Linked DNA regions of Mus musculus: all the other regions are linked to region 3. The links are chromatin contacts, called in public HiCAR-type and promoter capture Hi-C maps. All regions are on one chromosome and are shown on one strand. Each heading gives the region's core, a stretch centred on a gene start, on an enhancer-like site or on the middle of the called end of the contact. The rest is flanking DNA. Distances are from core to core; before and after follow the strand shown.

Region 1 (2,700 bases), core at 111-2,610, 2.3 Mb before region 3:
GTGAAGAGGATTGGAACCCCATAGGAAGAACAATATTAACTAAGGAGACCACGCTGAGCTCCCAGGGACTAAAATACCAACCAAAGAGTATACATGAAGGGACCCATGGCTCCATCTACATATGTAGCAGTGGATGCCTTAAGTGGCACCAATGGCTGGGGAGGTTCTTGGTCCTGTGGAGGCTTGATGCCCAGCATTGGGGGGATACTAGGACGGTGAGTCGGGAGTGAGTATATGGGTGGGGGAACATCCTGGTAGAGGCAAAGGGAATGAGGATGGGATGGAGGGTTTGAGGAGGGAAAACTAGGAAGGGGGACAACATTTGAAATGTAAATAAATAAAACAACTGCAAAGAGTAGCTAGGCGAGGGATTTCTATAGCTGAAAAATATTTCTTATTATTTTTTCTCCCTTTAATTCAGGTTAATGACCAATGTCTCTCTAGGCCTGTATTTACAAGGTCTTATCTTCTCATTTGTCTATTTGACTTCTTAGCCAGCTAGCATCTCTTCCTCAGCACATTTCTCACATATTTTAATTGTCATCCTGATTACATAGTTTTAAAGTTTCTTCTAATAAGTCTATGTTCCCATGTATAGTGTGAAAATCTGAATAAAGGTACCATAGTGTCTCCTGTGGCTATAACGTAAATAACTCTAATAAATCTTTGTTGACTTGATAATATGATTAAAGCTCAGAGTGGCAATAATCAAAGGTTATTAAAAATAAAGGAATAATTTCAACAATGTATTGTATGCTGTATGTAACATATGTTAGAATTCTATTAAATTCCCTTCCTGTTTTAACTTTAAATGTAGTGTAGAAATTTTCACATATACAAGTGTATAAGAATGTATTATTTCTTATATTTTGTAATATCTGACGTAGGCACTAGATGGCACTGTGAGACTGTGAACAGTGGTGCTCTTTCTGTAAACAAGAAGGAAACAAAGACCTGACATTAAAACATGGAGCCAGACCGGTTCCTTGTAATCTAAAGACAGGTAAATGTAGTCCTGTATTTTAGAGTGGATTTTGTAGGAAATTTTGTAGTGCTTTATTTTAGGTGGGTAGTGTATGAAAAAAGCCCACTGGACTGAGAATTGAAACTTGTGAGTTTTAGCCCCAGTTCTGCCATTTTCTAATTCTGTTCTATTTCTTCACCCTTCTGAATTTAGCATTTCATGCAAAGGAGGCCAGCACTCTACCTCTGTCTTCTCCGATATTCACCTCATAAGGGTAGAATGGTGACAACCATCCTACAGAACTTAAAAACCTTCTGCTCTTACATCTGATGACTCCGGTCCATTCACATGATAACTGAGAAATCATTGTCAGATGCTGCCTGTCAGGAGTGATGAGCCTAAGTCAGCTCTAGGAGCATTTTCAGAATCCAGCGCACCTGTGTTTTATTGTGAAAACCGACACACACTTTCATTCTGATTGACCCTGAAGCTACAAAACCTTTATGTGCTTTTTCATTGGTGTACAGACTCCATAAATTGGTGGACACATTGAAAAAAAAAAAAAGAAAAGAAAAGAAAAGAAAAAAATACTATTTATTTGTTTAATATGCCTATTAAAAATTTATTAACTACCTCTGTTTTTATGTACTATTAAAAAGGTATTGAATGTTAAGCAAAAATTCTTTAAGGTATCATTAATTTTATTTTAGCAGCTGTCATTTGTGGTTCCGGTCTCAGTGGGAAATGAATTATTTATATCAGATATTTATGTGTGTCTAATCTGAATATTCTTTTTTAAAAAAATCAATTCTCTGCACTTCCCACCCAACCACCTACATAAAATATCCCCAACTTAATTTTTTATTTGTGCTTCTCCAAGCAGCCTGAAATCACAGCCTACTTGTAGTAGATTTAGATGTTTGTATGAATGTTTCATTCATCATTCTGTGAATATTTATGCTCCAGTTCATTCTTTATATATCATATAGATCATTTGGGGTTGGGGTTACTTTCCCTTGAAGCCATTTCCTTTGTGATTATTTTACTCAACTGTAAGTTACAGGGAAATTATGATTCAGAAAAAAAAATCGTCATTTATATCCTTTACTATCCCAATACAAAATAATGTAGACCAAATTCATAAATGTTTGTATAGAATTAGTTCATTCATGAATTATATACTGAGCATTCACTGAGTATTTTGTGATTCTATTGCTCTGCTACTGAGACCACAAATAGCATGGAATGTGCATAAAAGTACTGTAAAGCCCCTTCTACAGCAAATCTTATACAACAACAGCTGCAGCAAAATTGTATGCAGTGTTCAATGGAAAAGTAGCCTAGAAGCAAGCTAGGCTGAACTAAGTTTATATGACCCTTATATTTGAGCTGATAGACAAAGTTTGGGTGGATGGTTTGGACTGAAATAGGAGAGAATTCTCTAGACTAAGTAGTCAGCAGAGGTAAAGGAAAAGAAGCCTTTAAAGAATTATATATATATATATATATATATGTGTGTGTGTGTGTGTGTGTGTGTGTGTGTGTGTGTGTGTATGAGAAGAGTGTGTGGCCTATGGCTGATAATTGTGTAGGAGAGTTGGTTTGCTAGGGAGTGAAGAAGAAATAATGTTGCAGTAAATCTCCAATCCAAATAAGACGCACCCCCCCCCCCGGGTGGGGGAGAACACAACTCAATTAATATGAATACATGCTGTGCACCTAGATTGGGCAGATCT
Region 2 (2,700 bases), core at 50-2,549, 2.6 Mb before region 3:
CAATTTAATTCAATCTCATTGGGGCTCACAGCAATCATAGGTAATTACTGATATCTTTGTGTTTAGTTTGATTGAAGTCTCTGGCCAAAGGCTACACAATTGGTTCAGAGCCTGTCTTTACCAATGACATAGAAGTAATTCAAAATGCAGAGCAAAGACGGATGACTTGATGACAAGTTAGACTGGCCTGTGTACTAAAGTCCAGTAGGAAACAGATCCCTCATCAAAGACCCAAGTAGTTTTCTAGTAAAGCTCCTCCTGCTAAATAGTGTCCTATTATCTGTACGTTTCTCATTCAAGTTTCATCATAAATATGGGGAAAATTAAGGTTGAAAGAGAATGGGTAAATTTTTTTCACAGTAAACGAGAATTAGTGATACAAACTCTGAATTTGTAAATCAGCTATGCTCTGCTACTGATTTCTGATGCAGATGGTTTCTTACAGAGTTGGGCTAAATCTGAACTAAGGTCAGGAGGCTCCTGTTAAGGATGTGTTCAGGCAGTGCTGACAGTAATTCACATTTCCCAGAATGTCTCTCTGCTTGTCCAAGGAAGAATGTGAACAGAAAGAGAATCCTTTCACAGAGATGTCCTGGATGCCATGGTATCCTTGAAATTGACACAGGTAGGAGACAGGTGAACCTTCCCCCACCACGTCTCCCCAGCCTCCCCACCCCACCCCCAAAGGCAAAAGCCACTAAAACCAAGCTTACTGGTAGATCTGGATCAGCAGCCACTGGGAATCAGCACTGAGAAGGGTAGTGTCCTGCAGGGTCCCAATGGGTCAGACCTAATTCTAGTTACTGTTTCTGGTTTTTGTTTATTTTGTTTTGTTTTGTTTGTAATCTGACTTTAATCTATGCAATTCTATATACAGATAATTTATTCCTAATTCAATCCTGCTCAGACCCCAGGAAACCTCTGCTTAACTCAGATACTAAAGGTTCCTTCCTCCATGCAAATCACTGCACCCCGGGGAAGACCCGAAACCTCTCCTGCGGGAAGAGCAGCTACAAGAGTGCAGAAGCGAAGGAACAGGGAGATTATGCACTTTGCCATGCAAATGCACCATACCAAAGAGGAAGCCAATGAGGAAGGTTCCGGTTAAAGCCAGCACCAGTGTCCCAACACGGAGCCAGCGCTGGCGGTGTCCCAGGACCTCCGCGGAGTCTCTGTCCTGCAGTGCGTTCCACATCTCTGGCAACTTTAGTTTTCCTCAGCAGTTCTCTTCTACATCCACTGCAGAGATTCTGCGGGTTAAAATTTCCTCCCACTGCTATTCCCCTGGGAAATAGAAGTCTCTCCTAAGACTTTCTCCGCCCCCAAATTCTGGCGTACTGTGAGCCAATTGTAGTTAGGCTAAGGGAAACTGCCTACTCTGGCTTCTTTGGAGTGAGGCTTCAGTTTCTCTTTGAGACTTTATTGACAGGGGCTAAATAGAGAGATAAACAAGAATATCAGAAAGCAATGATAACTTGCCAAATAGTACAGCCTGTACTCAGAAAAGTATTGCAGAGTCCTTATACTTGCTTAATGATCCGTATTAACTTCAATAAACTTTGAGGAATGTGAGAGACTTAGTCCTGAAGAGCCAATACTTACACACATGAGTGAGCACTCTCCTTTCCCTGATAGTTCTCTGTCTGTTAATCCTGTGCTTTAGTCTCTGTTGAAAAATCTTCCTGATGAATTCCAACTCTACTAATTTTTTTTTGACATCTGAAATTCATGCCTCTTCCCCAAGTTATTTGTACATTAGTAGATAAATTAAAATGTGACCTGAATACTGTGTTAGAATGGCGGGTCGCGTCTCAACAGCACACTAGGCCAAGGGAGCTCCACGTGGAAGAGGTTTTATTGGGGGAATTAGAGAGAAGGAGGCGGCAGAAAGAGAAGAGGGGAAAGAGAGATGGAGGGGTGTTCTCCTTATTTATAGGGAGAGGTAAAGGTGGGAGGTGAGCCAAGTGGATGTTGGGAATATGGTGCCTGTTGCCTTGGCAACCGGTCTGAAGGTCACAGGTCAAGCTGTCCCCTATGTGATGTCCTAGGTTTGGGAGATCCTGATGCCAACAAATACCATCTTTCTTTTCTTAGTTCGGGAGTAATAGATTCAGATAGAAATACTGAATAAAGAAAATATGTTAGTTTAACTGCACATCTTTTTGAGATTTTCTTTTGATTTTTTTGGATAAGAGACAGGTTCTAGAAATATCTGGCCCAGACTCTAAACACCAAGAACAAAAACAATAAAATTAATGAAGTGATTTACATCTGTAGCAGAAAGGAAAGACAGCTCAATGCAGCTATCAATAGCAGCCTGAGGAGTTCCTTAATAATTATGAAGCTAGATCCTGGTAAAACTGGCTTTCACACAGAAAAGACCGACAACATATGTTAATAAAAGGCAGGATTCAGATTTATTAAAGGAATTTTCTAATTTAGAGTTTTAAGCACCAGGTTTAAAAGAAGGGAAAATTTCTAAAACAAGGTAACATGTACCTCAGCATGGGTGTGGCTTCTTGAATCAAGTTATAACTTCTTATTTCAATGCAATGTATGCCATTTTAGGTGGATTTTGAAGCTATAATCTTTAGAGTTTTGCTAGAAACACTAAATTACATAATAGCATATTTCCTGCAGTTCACCTGAGAGGATTATGATTGATGATAAAGTTAAAGTATAGGTCAGCAGGATACAGGA
Region 3 (2,700 bases), core at 86-2,585:
ACGATCTGTCCCAGATATAAACAAAAAGTGGCAGCCGAGTTATTATAGAGCATTATTCATCGGTCACTGTGCTAGATGATCTACACTACTCCGGTACTGAGAACCGCTATGTGACAGGAGAGCATGGATGGACTTCACTCAGAAACTGGCCTACTGCGTGGCCAGTTGGAGGCTCCTTTTAGTCTCAGCAAGTAACAAGTACATGGTTTGGGAAATCACCTGCTGAGAGTTCCACTGGCCAAATGGGAAGCAGAGAGAGGGTGGACCCAATACAGAGTCCTTTCTTTGTGGGTGAAGAAGAGAGAAGCTGGATTGGAACACGGGTGGGAACATCTGCCGACCCCCAGAGTGCCACGGAGAGCAAGAATGGGAACGAAAAAAGTGCAGGATGCAGGGGAAGGGTGTCCCGGGTCTGGGAAGGGGCGTCCTTGGGGCTTGTGCGCCTTCCTCGCTTCGAGTGCACAGGTCAAGCCTCTTCCCTCCCGCGCTCTTACCCTCCCAACCTTATTTAGAAACCGTGTCCCCGAGACAGGAAGGGCGGCGGGCCGAGAAGCACGGAGCGTCCCGGCCTCATTTCCTTTCGAATCCCCCTGTGGAATTTCATTTCGTACGGTGAGGAAATCGGAGCGCGAGCCCATCGGCTGCTCTGTTGCTCCGGAGCGCCTCCCCCACGGCGACTGCAGACCGGCTGCTCCCGGCGCAGGTCGCGCCGAGTGCGGGGCGGGGCCGGGGGGCGGGCGCCAGCCCCACTGGCTAGAGGTGAAATTTTCTGCGAACTGTACCAGGCACCAGCTCTAAGCCTTTCAGGCTTTATCGCTAATCCTCCCAAGTCACTTTACGGATGAGGAACCTGACGCGGAGAGGTTGGGCAATTTGCTCAAGGTCACACAGCCAGGATTTAAAGCCACAATCTGTGTAAACCCCAAATACCGTGTTCTTTGTGTTCATTATTTTGCTTGATACAGAGGTGGCCACGGGGCCGGAGGTGACAGCTGTAAGGGGAAGGACGTGAAAGGGGCATAGATGTGGGAGCACGTCTCACCTGAAAGAGAAGAGCAGGTTGGCTGGGCAGGAGCCACGGGGCTCCATCGCCGCCTGGCCACAGCGTGCAATGGATCCGGGTGGGAGGACGCCGAGCGCCGGGAAGCCAAGCGGGGCGGGGCGCCTCTGGAGCGAGCAAGGGAGAGAGGATCAAGCCGCGGGCGGGGGCCTGACCCTTACAGCAGGAGAGGAGCCCCGCCCCTTCCCGCCCCCTCTGACCAGGGGGGGCTTTCATTGGACAGTCGCGTTGTCCGTCCCGCCCCGCCCCCGCCCTGCGAACCTCCAGCGCCACAGAGCGCTGGGGCGGTGAGAACAGCGCGGCGTAGAGTGCAGGCGGGCTTCGCCGAAAAGCCGGACTCGGCCGGCGCCGAGTTCTGGGATCGCCGCCTGCAGCCATGACCCTAGCAGTCCATCCCTCGGCCCGGGCTCCGGACGTCTGATATCCCGCACATTCTCGTACAACTGCTGGAGAGGCGACTGCTGCCCCCTTGTCGCCCTTGGCGCCTTACCGCATTCCCTATCCGGAGTTGGGAGCAGCGCGGCCACCGGCGCCCCTGTGCAAACTGGGGGTGTCTGCTAGATCAGCCTCTGCCGCTGCTGCCCGCAGCTCTGGCCATGGCCTGGCCGGGCACAGGGCCGAGCAGCCGGGGGGCGCCTGGAGGCGTCGGGCTCAGGCTGGGGCTGCTGCTGCAGTTCCTCCTGCTCCTGCGGCCGACACTGGGGTTCGGGGACGAGGAGGAGCGGCGCTGCGACCCCATCCGCATCGCCATGTGCCAGAACCTCGGCTACAACGTGACCAAGATGCCCAACTTAGTGGGACACGAGCTGCAGACAGACGCCGAGCTGCAGCTGACAACTTTCACGCCGCTCATCCAGTACGGCTGCTCCAGCCAGCTGCAGGTGGGTGCCCCTACCCCCATCCCCGGAGGACTCGGTAGACAGAGACTCCCAAACTCCTTCCTTGGAATCCCTGACAGATCGAGCCTCCTGGTCCCTTCCTAACTTGAGGGTACAACTCCTGAGAAAGTGATTTCCAACCCGCACCCCACCCCCCACTTTTCTGTCCCTCTTGGAGACTGGAAGCCAAAACGTTGTGTAAGTCATCTGGCCCGCGAAAGAACCTATTCTTACACCCCGCCCTTCCGTTTTTCTCCCCTGCCCATGTCTGGCCAAGCCCCTAACCCCAGTGGAGTTGAGGGCTATCTTTGCCAAGGATTCCGGCAGCCGCTGCTTGGTGGGCGAGTCCTGGCAGGGCAGCGGGTTGCACCTAAATCTTGGAAGGAGTGATAAGGAGACAGAACTTCGCCCTTCCAGGTCGCTCATCGACCTCCCTTTTGCCTGTATTTTTGGGTGTAGGTTACCAAATAAAACATCGCTGTCTGTTTTCTGCAGAATGCCCCGCCGTCGTCCTGCACTTTTTAGAGGTCATACAGGAAAGAGTGGTTAGGTTGGCCCGAGTTCTTTCTTGTCCTTAACGTTGGAGGCAGGTTTAATTTTTGGAAGGACTGAAAAGGCTCCAGGAAGGTAGTGTGCATATTTGAAAACTTCTTTTTTCCTTTTCTTTTTTTCCCTCCTTTTCTTAACAGTCATTAAGATGTTAAAACTTTGGTAATGTGTAATGATATAGAAGTTCTTCCTACAATAATAAGTGAAAAGTAA
Region 4 (2,799 bases), core at 163-2,662, 2.2 Mb before region 3:
AACATTCCCTGCAGCCTCTCATTTGGGGCATGGGTCTGGATGCAAAGGTGAAGTGTTGAGTTTGAGGATGCAGTAGCCTCTGGCTTTGGATAGTCTCCTTTCTTTAGTGGTGACACACCTGGGGGGTTTTCATATGTCACTTCTTTGGTTCTTTAGGTATAAAGAAGTATACTTAGGTGTGAATAAGTTATATTAACTGGCAATGAAGTCTTAGTATTACTTACACATTATATGGTAGACAACTCTGAGAAGTATTCTTGACTCACTCATGCTTGAGACAGGTTACACATTGAAATGAGAGGACACAAAGAAATGTGTGTGGTGGTCAACTAGGACTCGATACAGATTGATTCCAGTTTTTCAATCTGAAGGTTGGAATTGAATGCAGTTTCTTAAATTAACTTAGATAAGGACGTTGCATGAAGTACAGCATGATTTATTAAATTTTAGTTCCATTAATTAAACTTTTACTTCAATTGCCAGTGTGATAAAATGTTTTTTCATTTTACAAGAAAAATCTTGGATGACATGAAATTAGATTAAGCACATCAAATGCCTTTTCTTTCTTTCTTTCTTTCTTTCTTTCTTTCTTTTTCTTCTTTTTTTTTTTTTTACCTATTACGTATGTTAGTTAATAAAGTCACTGAACACCGATTATGATACAGACATTATTTCATATGATTAACTGTTTAACTAATTAACTATGCCCATTGCACACTCCTCACCTTCCATAGACTTCTGGTACAAGTTTAAGAGGGTTTCTTTTTAATGAGTTGACTTTGCAATTAGCAGTATAAAGTGCACATTCCTAGAGGGAATCTGAGCTTCCTAAAAACTCCTGAAAATAACGTCAGCGTTAACTCTTTGCCTGCCTGGTTTGTTTTCAGCAAGATACAGAAAGTTTTATCTCAAGACAGGGATAGGTGGGGCAGCTGATAGAGAAGTGGGAAGAAAGGAAGACTTGGGCTTCTGACTGTGAGATGGTACTTCTTTGTAGACACAGGACTGGCTGGATAGGGAAGGCTAATACACAAAAGGCTACTTCCGGCTCAAATTTCTTTACCAAGTTTCTTTCAGCCGAACTTTTCTTTTTTTTGTTCTTTTTTTCTTTTCTTTCTGTCATTTTGGCGGCGTGGTGGTGGGTGGGTGGGTGGGTGGGTGGTGCTGGTGGCGGTGGTGGTGCACAACCATTCTAGGAAGTAGGGTGTATGCGCCCCGGGATGCAAAGAACGTCCCCAAGCTTCCGATTCCCATTCTCGCATCTGGGGCATGTCTGCAGCTGGACAGGCCCGGCTGGAGGCTGCAGGGGACGCCTCCACCTTCCCACCCGGGACGTCCTGAACCGCCGCCACAACAACAGGCTCGCGCGAGACAAAGGGGCTGGCGCAGGGCGGCGCGCGGGGCCAGGGGGCGTGGGGAGGCAAGGGAGCAGCGCGGTGGGAGCCGGGTGGAGACCTCCAGCCAGGCCTCCAGACTCAGTACAGCCTTTGACCCTCGCCCCCACGCCGCTCCCCTGCAGGCGGCGCCCCTGGATCTGCTGCCCCGGCCACTGATCGCTCCTTTCGGTCCTGAGCACCGAGCAGGGCGCAGCACTCCCCGCGCCGGCGGCATGGCGGTGTCCTGGAGGAGCTGGCTGGCCAACGAAGGGGTTAAACACCTCTGCCTGGTAGGATGGAGGGCCAAGCTGGCCTGACAGACAGTCTATCTATGCTGCAGCCAGTTTGATTCATTCTCAGAATGTGTACTGGTGGGATGAGAGAATTGGAAGTTTGGGGGTTTAGTTTTCTGACTTTCTCACCTAACCATGACTTTATGCATTCCTGGAAATACTTCCTGCTCAATGCAAGGGAGCTTTAGTACAGATTGATGAGGAGCCAATGCAGAGGAAAGGGGAGCTAAGGGAGCTTTTAAAACACTCATTTCCTATGCTCTTCCAATTGCTTCCCTATATTGGGCATCCCATGCGCCATGATAATGATACTACTTTCTTACTCTCAGTTTGCAATAGAGTTGGGGAAGTAAGGTGTAGCTGATTAAGTGATCTATTAGCCACCAACCTTTATTTCAGTGCAGGGTCTGGGTAAGGCCAAGTGAGGTGTCCTCAGAGCAGCTTTTCCACTTACTGACTGAGCATGCTTTCTGCTTTCTGAAATTGCATGTACCCAGGTGAGTCTTGTGTGTGGCTTCTATCAGATGATTATTTTTCTTTTTTTTTTAACTTTGTTTTTTTCTTTCTCTTTGACTGGTCTAGCTCATTTGGCTGTCCCTAAACGTTCTACTTTTCTGGAAAACCTTCCTGCTGTACAACCAAGGGCCAGAATACTACTACATTCACCAAATGTTGGGCGTAAGTGAATCTGGGATGACCTGGTAGAGTGGGTTTAAGGCAACAAACTACTACAGGATTTTGTCAGTACACCCATTTCTCATAGTAATATTTGCTGTCAACTTAAAAAACATGTGTTTCTTTGAGCAGTCAAGCTTCTTGAGTTTGGCCCTTTAAGGAGCAAGGGTAGTAGTATCTGTTAAATTGAGGTAAATGAACCTGTCAGACCAGGCTATCAGAGTCTGAGGGAAGTTGCTGGCTTCTGCTTCTTCTTCTTCTTCTTCTTCTTCTTCTTCTTCTTCTTCTTCTTCTTCTTCTTCTTCTTCTTCTTCTTCTTCTTCTTCTTCTTCTTCTTCTTCTTCTTCTTCTCCTTTTTTTCCCCCCCAAGCTGCACCAGTGAGCAAGCCCTGAAGAGTTTGCTTCTCTCAGAGGACCAGCTGATGACAGACTGTTAGTCTAGACTTATCAAGGCT

What was found. Promoter capture Hi-C pulls out the DNA fragments that hold promoters and counts their contacts. HiCAR-type assays count read pairs that join an accessible place to other places.
Region 1: a contact with region 3 is called in a promoter capture Hi-C map of hippocampal neurons, with 20 times the contacts expected there. The contact joins the enhancer-like site here to the promoter of Fzd4 in region 3. A contact is called at or near these places in 5 of 39 promoter capture datasets (the 3T3-L1 cell line, 3T3-L1-derived adipocytes, frontonasal cranial neural crest and 2 more), 10 of 484 Hi-C or Micro-C datasets (the AtT-20 cell line, the G1E-ER4 cell line, cerebellar granule neurons and 5 more) and 4 of 115 datasets of contacts at active chromatin or transcription factors (astrocytes, embryonic forebrain, embryonic hindbrain and 1 more).
Region 2: a HiCAR-type map of astrocytes shows a contact between it and region 3, with 5 times the contacts expected there. The contact joins the promoter of Folh1 here to the promoter of Fzd4 in region 3.
Region 4: a contact with region 3 is called in a HiCAR-type map of astrocytes, with 5 times the contacts expected there. The contact joins the promoter of Nox4 here to the promoter of Fzd4 in region 3. A contact is called at or near these places in 3 of 39 promoter capture datasets (the 3T3-L1 cell line, hippocampal neurons and liver) and 1 of 115 datasets of contacts at active chromatin or transcription factors (astrocytes).

Annotation. Positions count from the first base shown.
Region 1 is chr7:87,109,876-87,112,575 of GRCm38.p6, forward strand. No RefSeq gene overlaps it. Among named protein-coding and RNA genes, the nearest start is that of Vmn2r79, 110 kb to the left of the region's middle. Within about 2 kb of position 1,361, at least 12 of the 459 cell types and tissues checked have an H3K27ac peak or open chromatin away from gene starts, as enhancers often do.
Region 2 is chr7:86,774,565-86,777,264 of GRCm38.p6, forward strand. Folh1 (folate hydrolase 1) reads right to left here and starts at 1,300. Exons shown (of 19, transcript NM_016770.3): 1 at 1,075-1,300. The coding sequence starts at 1,195.
Region 3 is chr7:89,403,031-89,405,730 of GRCm38.p6, forward strand. It overlaps Fzd4 (frizzled class receptor 4), which reads left to right and starts at 1,336. Exons shown (of 2, transcript NM_008055.4): 1 at 1,336-1,941. The coding sequence starts at 1,657. It also overlaps a transcript of Tmem135 not described here.
Region 4 is chr7:87,245,237-87,248,035 of GRCm38.p6, forward strand. Nox4 (NADPH oxidase 4) reads left to right here and starts at 1,413. Exons shown (of 18, transcript NM_015760.5): 1 at 1,413-1,666; 2 at 2,252-2,347. The coding sequence starts at 1,610.